Linked DNA regions of Rattus norvegicus: region 2 is linked to region 1. The links are chromatin contacts, called in public Hi-C maps. All regions are on one chromosome and are shown on one strand. The core of a region is the stretch at or near the end of the contact, and the rest is flanking DNA. Distances in the headings are between cores, read along the strand shown.

What was found. A called contact is a pair of places that touch in the nucleus more often than the background predicts.
Region 2: a contact with region 1 is called in a Hi-C map of psoas muscle, with 3 times the contacts expected there. The contact joins the enhancer-like site here to the promoter of Spry1 in region 1. A contact is called at or near these places in 2 of 12 Hi-C or Micro-C datasets (mammary epithelial cells and psoas muscle).

What each region holds. Positions count from the first base shown.
Region 1 is chr2:122,483,174-122,487,894 of GRCr8, reverse strand. It overlaps Spry1 (sprouty RTK signaling antagonist 1), which reads right to left and starts at 2,548. Exons shown (of 3, transcript NM_001395072.1): 1 at 2,396-2,548; 2 at 1,693-1,981.
Region 2 is chr2:122,711,689-122,716,409 of GRCr8, reverse strand. It overlaps LOC134485902 (a long non-coding RNA gene), which reads left to right. Exons shown (of 3, transcript XR_010064258.1): 3 at 359-3,348. Among named protein-coding and RNA genes, the nearest start is that of Spry1, 230 kb to the right of the region's middle. Within about 2 kb of position 1,944, at least 11 of the 93 cell types and tissues checked have an H3K27ac peak or open chromatin away from gene starts, as enhancers often do.

The sequences.
Region 1 (4,721 bases), core at 1,299-3,798:
GGGGGAAAGGGCTTCTGTCAAGAAACAAATTTCCCAAGCCACATGGTAAAGATCTCCTTCGTCGGCTGATTCCAATGATGCAGAATCCTGGCCAGAGTCCAACTCCCAGAAAAGATTGTAGAGGACCGTATCACAGGAAGAAAGCAAAGACCTCATGCCTTAAAAATTAGAAGTTGCTCTCCAGCTTCTGAAAAGCAGAGGAAGTCATGTCTTCCTGTTTGCAAACCTAACAAATAATTAAGATGAAATATGCCTTCGAAGGCAGCACTCAGTGTGCGCTCTGGAACTGTTCTCAGAGTTCACGATCAGTTCACTGGCAGTTCACGTAGGGAAAATGTCAGCTACTTTTTAGAAGATTAAGAATGGTTTTAGTGCTGTGGCCTCTTGGCCGTTTATATGCTGTTACGAGCTTCAGATTAATGAGAAAATTAATCAAGGCCAATTTCCAAAACACTGGCTGCTCCAAGCTCACTCGGAATCTCCAAAGGTCACTTTCAGCAGAAGTCAGGGTCTGAGGCTAGCTCACCACACACATCTGTGAGATGGGCAAAAGAAGCTACAAAGAACGAGGAATGCTCTGGCACACGTACGCAACCCTTACGGTGTGGCGTTAAAGGCTCACCCGCCACACAACAAGGGTAAGTTATGCACAGTGTCAGCCCTTTAAAGCGGGGAGAGGAACCCTGGTCTTTTTTACAATATATGTATTTCCTTTCATTTACCTGCATGACAGGCCTTGATTTTCATAAGCCCTGAACAGACCGGCTTTTTGTAGTAAAATAAATACTGATACACTGATACAACAAACACGTTTCCATGTCAAGAAGAAATAACTCCCTACTTATAACGTATTCTTCCTAAAAAAAGACCAAATTCTTTCCGTTTCTGGGCGATAGGTTTCTGGAATATTTTTCACACAAATGCCTTCCGAACTTACAGATAGATTGATGCACCTTAATTCAAGAAGGAACCCTCTGCACTTTCCTGGTATCCAAAGGAAAACAAAAACAAAACAAAAAGTCTTAAGGAATAAGTCACTTTACTAACAAATGCCCCTAGACTACAAATGTGTTAGCTTTTTGGAGGCCCCTCTAGCTTATAACTACCTTCTCTGCACACGAGAAACACATCCATAGCAAGTTTTAGTGCCGAACTCCTAAACGATACCGGAAACCTGCCCATCGTTCTGTGCCTTATCTATTTTTTAAAAATTTAAAACTCCATAACGAAGACTTTAAATGTGCCAAGCCTCATCCACAAGAAAGGAAGACGTGGGAACGGCTTGTTTGAGCTATGAAACCCCTAGGCACAGCTTTCATTCGCATTTTTACAGGGCATTCCCAAGCAAGTTCGCTCAGGCGGAGCACTTAGGCGCCCCGCAACCGCCCAGAGCTAAGCCGGAGCGCGCGCGCGGACAGCACTGTGGGTAGCACCGCCCGGCGCTTGGGCCCCAAGCCGAGACCTCAGGGGCACCCAGCCGCGGCAGGTCCGGCGGGGGAAAGTTATGAATGAAAACAGCTCGCGGGCGGGAGGAGGCAGCGCCCTCTCCCCGCGTCCCGCGGCACTGCGCTCCGAGCACAGGCGGGCGCTGGATCCCCAGCGCCATCGGGTGCCGCGCGCTTGGCACGGGCTGCGCGAAGACCGCCAGGACCGCCCGGCCCGCCCCGGCCCGCACCTGCCGCCCGCACTCACCTCGGCCTCCACGGCGCCGGCCGGGGGCGCGGAGCGGGCGAAGCGCGCGCCGCATCAAGCGCGGCGGGGCGGCCGGGCGCGCATGGCCCGCGCTGCGGCCTCAGCGGCCCCCGGGCAGGGGCGCTTCTCCGCGGTTGGCGGCGGCCGAGGGCGGCTCGGGGACATCCGCCGGGTGCGCGCGGCGCCCGCTCCACAGCACCGTCCCGTCCCGGTCGTCAGGCGCGCGGCCCGGCGTCGTCCCGGGCTCTCGGGTTCCCGCAGGTCCGCGTCCCCGCAGTCGCCACGCCGGCTGCAGACGAGCAGAGACAGAAACACGTGAGTCCCTCGCCAGCCCGGGACGCTGTCCTGCTCGCCGTGGTAGACAGCCACGAGCTCCGGACACACGCGGCCGTGCACGTTTTGCCCCCACGGAACGCCCCGCAGTCAAAAGCGCGTCCCAACGACGCGTCTGCGAGAGGCAAGCCCGCACGCAGGGACGGGGAAAGTCAGGTCTGGCACGAGCGCCCGGCGGGTCGGTCGCCAACAATGCGCACAGACACGCGGGTGCGCGGCGGTGCCAGCCCGCGTTCGCACACACGGAACTCGCTGCCCGGCTACGGAACTCGCTTCAGGGCCGACCGTAGAGCGCCGGGCACAGAGCTAGAGCCAGCTCAGAAAACGTCCAGTTCCAAGAAAATAAAATAAAATAAAGCACCATTCTCACCTGATCTCGCCAGGTCCTCGGCGGGAGGGGAAGGCTCTTACCTAGTGCAGAGCCTGGGGCCGGCCTTCCCGGCACATGCACGCCGCCCACAGCAGCTCCTCAGCCCGCAGAGCTCTGGCTGCGGGGCCGCCGCAAACCCCTGCGTGCTGAGCACTCGCGCGCGGGCTCCGCAGCATTTCAGCGTCGCCGCCACCTCCACCTCCACGCCGGGACCCGCCCCCGGTGATATCATGTGTCAATCACGCGGGCTGCGCGAAAACCCGGAGCAGGATTTTAGCGATCGTGGATGTGGACTCGAGGACGCTCTTAAAAAGTTGATTGCCTGCAGAAATCCTGCAAGCGCAACAGGGGAGTACCCGGTGTTTCAGGGGCCCTGTCAGTCTTGAGCTGTCAGCCTCCGATTTAAGGGGACTGGTGGATTCACCCTTAGAATTGAGTTAAAAAGAGTTGTGAAGAACATTTAAAAAGCAAAAACAAGCAAACAGCAACAACAACGGAAAAAACGTGTACACCATGCCACCGTGCCCCCAGACAGAGGGAAAATGTGTGAAGTACAGATCATGCGAAATATGAAAGTTCCAGAAAGGACAGTCACTTCTGCAAATGCAATATAATTACACACTGAAGAGTGGAAATTCCTGCTGTGGGGTTTTAGTGATTGCTTCATTTAGTTTGTGATTTGATCCCTAAAATTACATGGGGGAGGGGGAACCCAATTCCTTCCTGTTTTGTAATGTTTGTATAATTTTGTCAAAAACACCAATACATTTTTAATCTAGTAAAATAAGCATAACTCATCAGGAAGTTTTAACTTTTGTCACATGTCTGTCACGGGGTGGGGGACTTTAGTAAGCCAGGGAATGCTTTTCGCTTCTTTACAAACTAAGGAATTTGGACATGTATTCTGGGGACGATATAGCTCAGGATGCAGTGAAAAGGAATGTATGTGAAATTAAAAGTTCCACGAAGCTTATCTTAAAGATAACCTAAGGCCTCAAAAATTGTTAGTGGAAAATAATTTTCCAGGGAATTTTTATCAGGAACAGTATTTGATCAACAACAGAACTCCATGATCTAAATCACCTGTGAACGGGAGTTTGGATAGTTTGGGTTCAAAGTAATTTTTTAAAGTCTTAACAATTGCAGTGGATTTTGATAAACATTTTTATGACCATTGGCATACTGCATTTCCAAGCTTTTGAATGTTTTTTAGTGTTCACAATTATGCGTGGGATTACATGCAAGGAACCCAGGCACTCCCTACACAGAACAGCAGCCGCAAGAAAGTGCACTAGAAGGCAACAAAATGTAGTAAAAGCCAAGAAGCTGCCTGTTCACCCTTCATGGAAGGGGATGTGTTAAGGACATGTTTTCAAGTGTAAAGTTGGTGGGGCTTTTCTATCTTGTAGATGTAGCAGCCTAAGGAAGTTTCTGCAGTAGATCTCTCTCTCTCTCTCTCTCTCTCTCTCTCTCTCTCTCTGTGTGTGTGTGTGTGTGTGTGTGTGTGTGTGTGTGTGTGTGTGTATTGGAAGTGTCAAGTCAGAAATACAGTATCACATCAGAATATTTTATCTGGCTCTCCCCAGCTGTTCGCACAAACCTGGGGCCAGAGGTCTGTTCTCCAGTGTGATAAGATGAGGAGGAGCTCATGGATAGTTTTAATTATAAAATATAATTTCAAGGATTCCTATTTACATTTCAGAGTATTTCAGCCAGAGACAGGCTAAAACAAATTTCTTAAGTTTTAAAAATTTTAATAATCCATAAAATTTTGTCAAAACTACTACCTTCAAAGGTTATGCTCTATTTCAAAATCGAATATATTACACACCACATTTGATTCTGCTTAAATGCCTACATTTTGTGTTTCTTGAGATCACATATTACTAGGTTAGGATCCAGTAACCTTGAACTGGAAAACATTTAACGAAGTCAGCTTCGCCTTTTTAATTGCCTGCAGCCATGAGACACAAGGGAAACTATGCATTTTTAGCTTAAAACAGACCTTGCGTTTTATTTAGTAAACTCAATCGCAGTGAGTCTAGTCTAGAAATGAACAAATGGAATAGGAAACATTTTTGTAAAAGATATAAGGGCCAGTGTCAGTTCCCTATATAAGATCTGTCTAAATAGAGTCCAGTGGGAAGGGAAGCCCAACACATTCTTCAGTTTCATGAGAAAACACAATTATCCATCTCTTTTGTTGAAAGAGAATAAAGTGAAAAACTTGACTGGCAAATGCTTCAGAAGTGTGAGTGACTTAAAAGAAATTAAAGTACTCAAAGACTTGTTGATTTATTTATTTGGCCTAATAAAAACATCAGAG
Region 2 (4,721 bases), core at 695-3,194, 230 kb before region 1:
GTTCTGGCTGAGAGGAAAATGGGTCTTAGACCTCAGAACTTCCCAGGACAAAGTACTCTGAGGGACCAACTTGGCCTTCTGCTCTTCTTGAAGTGATCATACATTCCAGATTTCTAAACCCAGCCCACACCAGATGGATTTTTCCAGTTTTCTTGGGTCTAAACTTGAAGGCTAGAGGAAATACCGTGAGCAGCCCCAGGGCTGGGATGTGGGAAGGCTCTCTGGGGCTTACAAACAACCACGTTGTGTCCAATCAGCTCAATTTAGCTGGCAAGAGGCTTGCTCTGCAGCTGTGGGGAGGTGCACAGCCGGCCCCTCGGCTACCGTAGCTATTGGCCAACTGTTCTCTCCCAAACAGCACTCACCACAATCAACAGTGTTTACGCCTCAAGGTCCTCCTTGAATGCTGTTAATGATACATCCTGAAGACCTCTGGGAAGAGATCTGTGCCAACTCTGGAACCTGGTGAACATTCAATCCGGTGTCGTGATGTCTTGATTTCTACATTAAGTTCCTCGTGGTGCATTTCAAGTCTTTTTCCATGTTGTCTCCTGTGAGAATGAAAAAAATCAGTCTCCCCTTTTCCCTGAGATGCTGTACTCCTTGTGCTTGGAGACAACTGCTCCACTTAATAATTTCAAGATCTTGTACGGTCGTGGCCGTCCATGTGAGTCTCCTTAGGGTCACTCCCAATGTTTCTTTGTCTACTGTTAAGTTCAAAGCTGGATAAATAACAACTGTGCACACACACTTCATGGAATCACTTCAACAGCATTGGAAGTTGAACAGTGAGGACATTCCCATAGTGCTTTTCCTGGAGCCAAGGTCACCATCCTTTCAGAAAGGGGTGTGACTTACTCTGCCTTCATTTCCTGCCAGGGCCTCCTTTTCCCCACACAGAAGCATGGAAATACATCAAGCCAACACACTTCCGGGTTGGTTTGTTTGTTTCTTGTTTCCATTCAAATTTACAAGCCTGAACCCAGGGTCATAGACTATAGATGATTTTTGTGATTGTTCTATTTGGGTCGCTAAAGTAACAATACTTTTCAGAACTATATATTTTTAAAACATAAACGTATAATAATCTTTACATTGCCCTTGTAACTTTTAAGCCCTGTCATGTTGAGGAAGTAATCTTACCTGTCTGAAACTTTGGAATTAGACTCATTAACACATCAAAAATTCTTCTCGTTCTTCAAAGTCCTGGAATTAACATTTCTTTGCATACAAGTTGTCCAGTCATGAGATATTAAATGAAACTTGTATTTTATTGCTATGTATTTGAGATTCTTCAAATCACTCTACTAAGATACTACTTACTGTAGCAATTTTCTAACTTAGGCTCCACACAAGGCAACATGGCAGTGTTTCTCTGTAGAGATTCCCACAGTGCCCTGAAGCTTCTAATTTTCTTGACAGGAGATTTTAAGTACTGAAGTGACCAAAACAGACTACTCTCAACTGGTACGATTACTTGATTTCCTCCAAAACTGAAAATCAAGAATCCCCTAATGTTGAGCATAACTTATCAGCTTCGTGGTTCCAGGAATATTTAGATTTTAACTTATTATCACCACAATGTACTTTTCAGACAGGTGGTGTTTCTGTGTTGATCTTTGAGAAGACAATACAGGTTAATTCTTTTTCTTTCCTTTCTTACTTGTTTTTGTGAACTTAGAGGCAAGTTTTAACTTCTTAGAAAGCTTGAACAGTAAGACAGTTAGGTTAGGCTTCTTTCTCTTTCATGTATACTAGTTTGGGGCAGGGGAGAACCCTTCCTCACGTACACCAGCTTAGAAGCTGGAGGCCCCTTCCTGCAACTGAACTTGACTGCTTTTAACGTTTGCCTTCTTCTGAAGCTCATGTCTCATACTCCTTCATGCTGAACTTGCACTCTGTGCAGTGAACTGACATTCCACAATTATCTTGGGAGCCTGAGATAGTTTCCAACTGGTGAATCATCCAGTCTAAAGGACACTCTGACTGTGAGAAAAAGTTAGAACTGTCACTCAAGTCAACAGACTTGGGAAAGTCAGGAAATGAAGAAAGAGGGCTAACAAGGGAACAGCTGGACTTACCTGAAGAGGATTGGCAGCAGAGTTGAGCTTATACATATTCATATACATATACATATACATATACATATACATATACATATACATACACATACACATACACATACACACACAGTGCTTTAATAAACTTTACACTGACCAAGAAAAAAAGTACTTTATGCATGCAAATGACACATATGGTATTTTCTGCATACAGTTTTCTACTTTATGTAGAAGATGCTTTCAATTTAGGGTTAAATTCCACCACAAGTGAGAATCTTTCCCAGGTAAAGTACATTTCACGAGTGGAACGGTGCTCCATGCTTGGTTAAGATCACTCACTGCTCCTGCAAAGGACCCAGATTCAGTTCCCAGCACCCATGTGGGGCAGCTCTCAACCACCTCTAGTTCCAGTGCCAGGGGATCTGATTGCCTCTCCTGCCTCCACAGGTACCTCTACACGCATAAACATAAACAAATAATAAAATAAAAGTTTAAAAGACAGAATATTTTAAAAGCTAAATATACTATGTTCTTGGTTTAACAGCACGATATGAAGGAATAAAGTTGATTTGGGCCTTCGTGAATGTTTTACTGACATTTCATCATGAACAAGTATGTCTTTTTTGTCTTTTCAGAAAGATTCGTTTTCTCCTCTATTTTTTAAACTGGGAATTTTTTTCACAACATGAGAGGCGCATGCATGTTGGGATATTAGAGTCCATGTACAGAAGCCATACACACTCATGAACAGCAGTCGCATCCAGGTGTCAGATGTCTCAGGTATAGACAACTCTAGCCGACAAAGCAGACTCTCTGCAAGTGTGAGAACTTGAGACTTCCAGAGCCTGAGTTCTGTGCAAATGTCCTCTTCCTCCTCCGTGGGCTCTTTTGCTAGACAATTGACTCAAAGCACTTTCTCATCTATGGCCGTGTCTTTTGACAAAGGGGGCTTACTTTCTTTCCCTGATTGCATGACTGTTATCTCACATGACAGACTTCTGTTTTTAACAAGTTTACCTCCGAAGTTGGAACGCCATCCGCTCAGCTGTGATTCTCCTCTCATTTCCCGCGGGAAACTTTCCTGCTTTTATATGGATATCATATTCTCTTGGTTACTCGCCATATCTTTGCAAATCTTGATGTCAGAAATATAAACAATTCATGTTTATTCTGCATCAAGGCTGCCCTTTCTATTCCTTGCCTTTTACATTTTTGTGTGGATCTTATAAAGATATTACCAACTGGTCCTAAAACAGGCCAGACCTTCACTGTAACACTGACTTTATAAATGAATTCAGCAGAATTTGGAACATCAAGTCCTGACTCTTCTAGTCCATAAACGCGGTGTTTATTTAGTTTATTTCAACTGTTCTCGAGGATATTTAAAAGTTTACCAGATAGCAACATTGTACTGCTTGGCGACATGACTTTCTATGTTTCCTGTGACAACAGTAAATTGTAGTTGAGTGCTCCAGCCTCCTCTGTGCTGAATGATTCACTGGGTGCATGATCACTGCCATGGTCACAGAATGAAACTGCAGATGGGTATCAGAGAAACTCAAGCACATGAAGCAGAGTCCAGGAGCCAGTGGCTCCCTCTGAGGATTCTCACAGGACATTCCTAACACGTAGCAGTAAACCTTGAAGACATATTCAAAGTGTGTGCAGCAGGGAAACTCATTAGAGAATCAGTAACCGCTGTATGTCAGTCTCAATGCACATGGGTTACAATAGTGCATGCATGGATTACATAGTGTATGCATAGATTATAGCAGTGTATGCATATATATGCATATGCATATCACAATAGTAATGCATGGATTGCAATAGTCCATACATATATTACAATCGTGCATCCATGGATTATAGTAGTGAATATATGCATTATAATGCTTCGCATATATGTTATAATAGTGTACACATGCCATTTGGATTTTCTGAACTCTTGATGGAGTTCTTAGAGTAGAAAATTTTCATCTTTCCTTCAGAGGGATAAAGACAACACAATGATTTCATCCAACTGTCACTTCCTGTGTGCTTTGGGTGTCGGGTACTGTATGGAAAGGGCCAAATATTTCTTTCCTCTTCAAAGCTTACTGGAAAAAAAAGAAGAAGAGCTGTAGACACTCAGAAAAGCACCCATTCTGCATGCCCTACTGGGCCACACACAGCTAGGTGTCTATAAGCAGAAGTGGGCATAATCCTCCTAAATGTGGTTTACAGCTGCTGGTAAATTTTCTCATCCCAACACAGATTGAGATGCCTATTATTGGCAAGAAAAATAATCTCTCTCTCTCTCTCTCTCTCTCTCTCTCTCTCTCTCTCTCTCTCTCTCCCTCCCTCCCTCCCTCCCTCCCTCCCTCCCTCCCTTTCCCCTCCCTCCCTCTGTGTGTGAGAGTGTGTGTATCTCTCTGTGTCTGTGTCTCTCTTTGTCTGTCTGTCTGTCTGTCTCTGTCTCTGTCTCTGTGTGTGTGTGTGTGTGTGTGTGTGTGTGTGTGTGTGTGTATACAAAATCTCCTCTGTTACAGTATTTTTTGAGATTAGCAGGCATTGGAGGGATTTTCACCTATGTGATCTCACAAATAAGAAAAAAACGATCCATCAACAACGTAAATAACTGTCTAGCATAAAGATAACCCTCCAGCAGGTAGCTATGGGAAT